Regions from separate parts of the Mus musculus genome. Here region 2 is linked to region 1. A link is a contact called in public HiChIP or PLAC-seq data. All regions are on one chromosome and are shown on one strand. The core of a region is the stretch at or near the end of the contact, and the rest is flanking DNA. Distances in the headings are between cores, read along the strand shown. Region 1 has its middle 59 kb from the start of Nexmif. Region 2 overlaps Abcb7 (ATP-binding cassette, sub-family B (MDR/TAP), member 7).

Evidence for each region. HiChIP or PLAC-seq counts read pairs in DNA pulled down with a chosen protein or histone mark.
Region 2: an H3K27ac HiChIP or PLAC-seq map of embryonic stem cells shows a contact between it and region 1, with 5 read pairs. The contact joins two enhancer-like sites. A contact is called at or near these places in 4 of 39 promoter capture datasets (embryonic stem cells, liver and stem cell-derived epiblast-like cells), 1 of 115 datasets of contacts at active chromatin or transcription factors (embryonic stem cells) and 1 of 9 other capture datasets (adipose tissue).

What each region holds. Positions count from the first base shown.
Region 1 is chrX:104,258,574-104,262,411 of GRCm38.p6, reverse strand. No RefSeq gene overlaps it. Among named protein-coding and RNA genes, the nearest start is that of Nexmif, 59 kb to the right of the region's middle. Within about 2 kb of position 1,986, at least 5 of the 459 cell types and tissues checked have an H3K27ac peak or open chromatin away from gene starts, as enhancers often do. A contact at or near this core is called in embryonic stem cells, where this site is marked.
Region 2 is chrX:104,402,947-104,406,784 of GRCm38.p6, reverse strand. The region is part of intron 1 of Abcb7 (ATP-binding cassette, sub-family B (MDR/TAP), member 7); the gene reads left to right. Among named protein-coding and RNA genes, the nearest start is that of Abcb7, 9.0 kb to the left of the region's middle. Within about 2 kb of position 2,039, at least 4 of the 459 cell types and tissues checked have an H3K27ac peak or open chromatin away from gene starts, as enhancers often do. A contact at or near this core is called in embryonic stem cells, where this site is marked.

The sequences.
Region 1 (3,838 bases), core at 737-3,236:
AAAAAATGGTGAGTTGCCACTTCAGGCTCACTAGGATGGCTATAATCAAAAAGCAGATAATGAGAATACTGGTAAGAATGTGGACAAATTAGAAACTTTATACACTGCTGGTGGGCACACAGAAGTGCAATTGCTTTTTTAAACAATCTCAAAAAAATTAAATGCAGTTACGATACAACCTTACATATAATTATTTGGTAATATAAAGAGTGAATTGCGACTACATAACATAGCACTGATTAACCTTGTAAACACATTAACTCAAATTAATCACCATTGAAACACAGCTTTCCAAACAGGTCCACTTCCCAGGAGTCTTGGAGTCAGCCTCCACGGTCACCCGTGTCCCCTGTTTTGCCCAGCCTAGCTGGCAGAGCTGCATGCTTCGATCCTTTTGGGATTCTTTTAGTTAATGCCACAGTTGAAATCAAAGACATTTTCCTCTTTTGTTGTGTTTCAGCATTCTGTTCTCCAGCTCTGTCAAGCTCAAACCATGGCCACTATCATCTGGCAGGGCCACTTGTGGCTCAAGGTCTCTGGGGCAGAGGGAAGGTTAGGCTGCTAGGTTTCTTTATGGACTTTGCTAATGGAAAGCAATAACATAAGTGCACTTTAAAGATATCGATTGTTTTGAAAAAAAATTAGAAATGTGTAATTTTGTTCCTCAATACTTTGGTCTAGCAACTGTAGTACATAGATGACAGTTCTGTGATCTTTTCTAATGTAAGTGCAAGTTTTTACAAATACTTTTTTTTAAAAATTGACTCATATACAAACTCATCTTGTATAGTTCATAAAGAATGTAAAGTCTGGTAAACTCCTGGCTCATCACAGTGACTATTCCCATCCTCTCGGAATGGAAAAACTTCCTTATCCCCCACTCCCAGCTGCTCAAAGCTCTCACACTCTCAGCAGTAGTCCACTGTGTACTCTTGCTGAAATGTTGCTTCTGGAAAACAAAAGGAAAGAAGGAAAGAAGGAAGGAGAAACCAGGCACAAAAGCCCACATGCTGTATTCTTCTGAAATTCTATGATATACAGATCTATGGAGTTGGAAGAGAGCTTAGTGCTTGCCTCTGACTGGGGTTTGGGTTAGAGTGTGTTTTGAGAGAATGGAGAGATTATGGCTAACACATATGATGGCTTACTGGCAATGGACCATGCTGTATGTTGTTCATTATACGAAACGTGTTTTGTACATATACTGATACTGTAATATATTGTAAGGATTTCTTTTTAAAAGTCATGCCATTGAAATAAGAAATCCCCTAATAAGACGTCCCAAAATAGGTTTTTCTTCTTATTTTAATCATAATAGTCTCTAAATGCTCCATTATAAGGTTCATTTACAATGCTTAAAATCACCATATGAATGAGTATGGTGGTGCTATTGACAAGGCTTCCTCCATTTTGTTGTCTTGCTGAGATCATTTCTAGGTTTAACTAGACTTTGATCTCCTTGATGGAGAATCTCATGGAAAATTACCCAAAAGTATTCTAGGAAACAAAGGTCAGGATGTCCTAGCTAACTTATCTTAGCCTTTGTTAAAACTGCTTGTTTGTGCGGAACCCCCTACAGCTAACAGTTCATCTTAGCTGCTTGTTTGTGTGGAAACCCCTTCCCGCTGGCTAACTACTTATCTTACTTAGCCTGTTTGTTTCAAACTGCTTGTTTTGCAAAGCTTCCCCCTGAAGATGCTTGGATGGTCTCTGCCCTTAAAAACTCAAGTTCTGTCCGGGCGTGGTGGCTCACGCCTTTGATCCCAACACTTGGGAGGCAGAGGCAGGTGAATTTCTGAGTTTGAGGCCAGCCTGGTCTACAGAGTGAGTTCCAAGACAGCCAGGGCTACACAGAGAAACCCTGTCTCGAAAAAAAAAATAATAATAATGATAAAACAAAAACCTCGTGTTCTGGACAAGTAGGGCCACACCCAGGTTCCTAAACAGTTAGGCGTAGTCCCAGCTGGTTGAAATAGACTACCAGATGGCTATACTTTGGCTGAATAGTCATCCATGCTAAGATCTTCACACTCCTTTGTGCCTGAGATCCTAGGTTTCAGGAAGGTGAGACAGAATAACAGCTAGTGTGAAGATATCCTGGGCTACATAGGATCCGAGTATAATATCACACGCTTGTCTTCACAGAGCTTTGGAAGGTATCACAAGAGGATTGTGAATTCAAGGCCAGTTTGAATACATAGTTTGTAACTAGCCTGAGTCACATAGCAAGACCCTGTCTCAAAACAACAAGCAAAAACAAAATCAGTGTAAGATAGTATGGGCTATATGGAAGGGTTTGGATGGAGAAAATGGAAGAGGGGAATAGTATAATTATTGTTATCATCTCTATAAAAGAAGCAATAGAAAATCTCCAGAACCGTAGTGGTGGCGCACGCTTTTAATCCCAGCACTCTGGAGGCAGAGGCAGGTGGATTTCTGAGTCCAAGGCCAGCCTGGTCTACAGAGTGAGTTCCAGGACAGCCAGGGTTACCCAGAGAAACCCTGTCTTGAAAATGAAATCTCCAGAGATGGTAGCCTCTTTGACTGTAGTCATGAAAAATGAAGAACAAAGACAAGTTACTCATAAAGGAGAGCTATTGCATAAACTAGAAACTGAAATTTTATGCACAGAATGCAATTATAAAGTATGTAACTAATATTTTCATAGTTGTATAGAATATTACAGTAGAAAGAAATCTAAGAGCTTAGTTCAAAAAACTTTTTCTACATTGCATACACTAGCAAGCCTTTGTTGCAAGGACGGTGATATAGCTGTCCCTTGTGAGACTAGGCCGGGACCTAGCAAACACAGAAGTGGATGCTCACAGTCAACTATTGGATGGATCACAGGGCCCCCAATGGAGGAGCTAAAGAAAGTATCCAAGGAGCTAAAGGGATCTGCAACCCTATAGTTGGAACAACATTATGAACTAACCAGTACCCCGGAGCTCTTGACTCTAGCTGCATATGTATCAAAAGATGACCTAGTCGGCCATCACTGGAAAGAGAGGCCCATTGGTCAGGCAAACTTTATATGCCCCAGTACAGGGGAATGCCAGGGCCAAAAAATGGGAATGGGTGGGTAGGGGAGGGGGGGGAGGGGGGGAGGGGGGGACTTTTGGGATAGCATTGGAAATGTAATTGAAGAAAATACGTAATAAAAAAAAAGAAAAAAAAACTTTTGTAGACAGGAACAGATCATATTGAAACTTTACTGAACAGCTAGCTAGTCTGTTTCACAATTACTTGACTTTGCCTTTGTAGTGCAAATGCAGATATTTAAACAGTACAGATGTGAATCAAAGTTACTGGATTCCAGTAAGACTTTATTTACAAAATACACCTTCAAGTACCTTCAATTCCCCTACTTCCCCTTTTAGCTAGCAAAGGCAAATAGAAGAGATAGAACTTTAGCCTGGTTCACCAAGGAAATGAGGAATGTAAGTTCTCTCAGAATCCACTGGCAGTCCTTAGGAGAGAGCTGTTATATAAATAAATGGAGCAAGCCTAGCCCTTGCTTCCTAAAATATGCTTACTCCAACAAAGGTTGCCAGCACTACCATCCGCCATAATGTGTCACACATAAGCCTCCTCCTCATTATTGAGACGATGCAGTAAGTATGCCCTAGAACCTCCCAAACTGGAAGCTACATAAACCTCATATTTTTTGTTTGTTTGTTTGTTTTTGTTTTTTTGAGACAGGGTTTCTTTGTATAGCCCTGGCTGTCCTGGAACTCACTCTGTAGACCAGGCTGGCCTCGAACTCAGAAATCCGCCTGCCTCTGCCTCCCAAGTGCTGGGATTAAAGGCATGCGCCACCATGCCTGGCTTAAAACCT
Region 2 (3,838 bases), core at 790-3,289, 140 kb before region 1:
AGTATTTAGTGTATTTTATTACAAAAATACACCAGTGATTTTATATTTGCCTTTTACATCAGATTAAATATGAAAGTTGAAAAATTCTGCATTTATTCCTGAAAAATGTGCATTTATAGTTATATAATTACCTTTTCTCATGCTCTGGTCTTTTATGTGTGTGTAAACCTGAATTATTCTTGAACTTACCCTTTTTTCAGTCCTGAGAAGTTCCCTCAGTTGTTTTTTTGTTTTGTTTTGTTTTGTTGTTTTTTTCGAGACAGGGTTTCTCTGTAGCTCTGGCTGTCCTAGAACTCACTCTGTAGACCAGGCTAGCCTTGAATTTAGAAATTCGCCTGCCTCTGCCTCCCAAGTGCTGGGATTAAAGGCGTGCGCCACCACGCCTGCCTCCAGTTGTTCTTTTGTAAATGGTTCTTTACTAACCACTTCTCCCAGTTTTTGCTCCTATGGGAATATCTTTATTTCACTCCAGACTTTTTTGTTTGTTTTTGTTTTGTTTTGTTTTTGAAATAGGGTTTCTCTGTGTAGTCCAGGTTGTGCTGGAACTCACTCTGTAGACCAGGCTGGCCTCAAACTCATAGAGATCTCCCTGCTTCTGCTTCCCAAGTGCTGGGAACAAAGGCGTGTCCCACCATGCTCGGCTTCACTGCAGGTTTTGAGTGGTCTCTTTGCTTGATAGCTTTTTCCACCCTTTAAGAATATTTGTATGTGGTAACTGATTATGCTCTGGCTTCCTTTTTTACCCTGCCAAGAAATCTGCTCTTAATTTGAGGATTCATTTGTTAGGAAGAAGTTGTTTTCTTGAAGAGTTTTCACCTTGATTTTGGCTTTTAGTATAGGTGTCTGAGGGTGTTTTTGTGTTTTGTTTTTTGTTTTTTTTTCTACTCGTTAAACATCTTGGGTGTGTATGTTGCTTTGGTTGTTAATGAACTTGGAAAGTTTTCAGCCATTTTTTCATCAATCTTTTTTCTTCCACTTTTCTACTCTGCATCTGGTATATGGCATGCTTAAAATTCTTATATTTTCTGGGGTTCCGTTCGTTTTTCACCACTCTTGTTTTCTGTTACTCACTTTGTATAATTTGATCTGTCTTTACAATCACTAAGTCTTTTGCCATTTCAAATATACTGTTTAGCTCATCTAATGAATTCTAAAGGTAGAACACTTTGTACTCCAGTATTTCTGCTCCTTTTAAAAATAGTATATTAGCTGGGCTTCATGGTGCACACCTTTAATCCTAGCTGTTGGGAGGCAGAGGGAACGGATCTCTGAGTTTGAGGCCAGTCTGATTTACAGATGATTTTCCAGGATAGCTAGGGCTACACAGAGAAACCCTGTGTTAAAAAAACAAAAAAGAGAAACCCTGTGTTAAAAAAACAAAAACCAGCCGGGCGTGGTGGCACACGCCTTTAATTCCAGCACTTGTGAGGCAAAGGCAGGCGGATTTCTGAGGCCAGCCTGGTCTATAAAGTGAGTTCCAGGACAGCCAGGGCTACACAGAGAAACCCTATCTCAAAAAACAAAACAAAACAAAACAAAAAAAAAACTAAAAAAAAACAACAAACACCAAAAAACCCCCCAAAAACCCCAAACTAAAAACCAAACAAGCAAAACAATACAAACAAAAATTAGTTTATTGATATTCTTTGACAAGATATTGTCATGGCATCTTTCTTTACTTTTTCAAAATAATTCACTTTAGTCTTTGAGCATATCTATAACTACTATTTTGAAGGCCCTTTCTCTCTAATCTTATAATGTTTCTTTACACCCATAGGCATTTCCTTTTGACTTTTTCCCCCCAGGTCATATTTTACTAGTTCTTGACTAGTGCCATGCTTATTTTTGTTTTTGAAGCCAGACATTTTAGATAATATTTACAGCAAATCTGTGTACTGGTCTGCTCCCTCCTAGAGCCCATTATTCACTTATTTGTTTAGAAACTAGTGGGTTATTTTAGTGCTTTCTGCCTTATGACTGCTGTAAGTAGTAACCCTCGTACTTTGCTTCTCAGGAGGCACAGTCTCTTTATTGTATGCCTGCAGTCAGCCTGGGATGATAATGGTTTGGGCAGGGATCTCTTTGTGTCTTGCCCTGTTACCTACAGTAGTTGCTGGCAGATTGTTTTCAACATGCCCTGGGGCATAAATTGTTGCACTTACTCAAAACTGTTCTTTTGAAGAGATGGTTGCTAAGGTAGGTTTGAGACATTTTTTTTTCTGACTCCAAGCAGGCCTTGTCTGGTTGTCTGAATCCTCAGATTTTGGGTTTTCTCAGGCACACCAGCTTTCCTGGTTTAGTTTCTGAGCTATAATTCTACCAGTCCCTTCCCAATTAATTGTCTTTGCGTTTAAGAAAAACTTTTAGTCTCAAATGTCTTTTATATCTAGTGGCAAACGTCATCAATTATTTTTAAAATTTTGTTTGTGCTATATTAACTCTGCATGTGTATATGCACATGTATATGCATTGTGTGTGTGTAGATATGTGTATGTGTAGATATGTGTGTGCCTGCAGAGACCAGAGAAAGGAGTCATTCCTCTTGAGCTGGGGTCACAGGAACTTGTGTGCTCCCTGAAGTGGGTACTGGGAATTTGAATTTGGGTCCCCTGGAAGAACATTATGGCAGTATGTGATCTTAACCTCTGAGCCATCTCCCCATCCCCTGCAGTCAATTCTTACTCCTAGCAAAATCTCTTACAAACAGCCTGGAGCTGGAGGGGGCAGTGGTTCACTTGGGAGTGATAGCCTCACCAGTTTGGGAGTTGAGTGCTGGGGTGAAGAAGTGGAAGCAGTGGCTTACCTCACATAGCACCAATGTGCTATAAGCCAGGACCAAGGTAGTTGATCGTCCTTCTCAATAGTGGCACACCCAAGGTAGAGAGAGTTTTATTTAGCTCTTGAGCACAGTAGATCAGAGCTTAGCTTCAAAATGCTGTCACTGGGGTCGAAGGGGAGCACTGCCGATGCTCTGCCGTTCTCAGAAAGGTAGCAATTGGACTAGAACCTTCAGGTGTGACTCTGTGCTAATCTCAAGATGACTTTCTAGAATGTGACCTGGGAGGGAAACGAAATGGGTTCTGTGTCATCTCTTAAGTGATTTTACTACTCTTTTTGAGCCCTTGGAGACTTTCTAATGTAAATCTTATTTCATATGCTAAATGGCTCTTTTATGATTTTTTTTACCAGTTTTGCTGGGGGTGGACTACTTCAGTAAGTATGTTCATTTCAATTGTAGAATATTCTTTTTGATCTTATTTGAAACAGCCTCTTGTAATATATCTGGCTAGCCTAGAACTTCTCATATATACACCAGTCTAGTTTCAGACTTAGAGTGATTGTTTTTGTCTTGACCTCCCTACTGCTGGAATTATAGCCATACTTTATCGATAATCTCATACCCTTACTGTATTCAACAAAACAGTCTTGTTTTTTTCTCTTTAGTTTATAGGAGATAGTCTCAAGTGAGGCTTAGGCCACCTTTTATTTTAGTATGCTTACTTTGTGTGTTTCATGTGGAAAATGTTTTAGATCCTGCGGTGGTTTGAATGAAAGTGGCCCTCATAGGCTCATACTCTTAAATACTTGGTCCTCAGTTCGCAGAGCTGTTTGAGAAGGATTAGGAGCTGTGGCCTTGTTAGAAGAGGTTTGTCACATCATCCATCATCAGGCAAAGAGATTTCAAAAGGCCTGCCATTACATATGTTCTTTGCTTCCTGTTTGCATTTTGTGGCGTGAACTCACTGCTGTTCCTGCCACTGTGAGCCTTTGCTTTGCTATCATGAACTCAAACCCTCTGAAATCGTAAGCCTGATTAAATGCTTTTAAAAGAATGTAT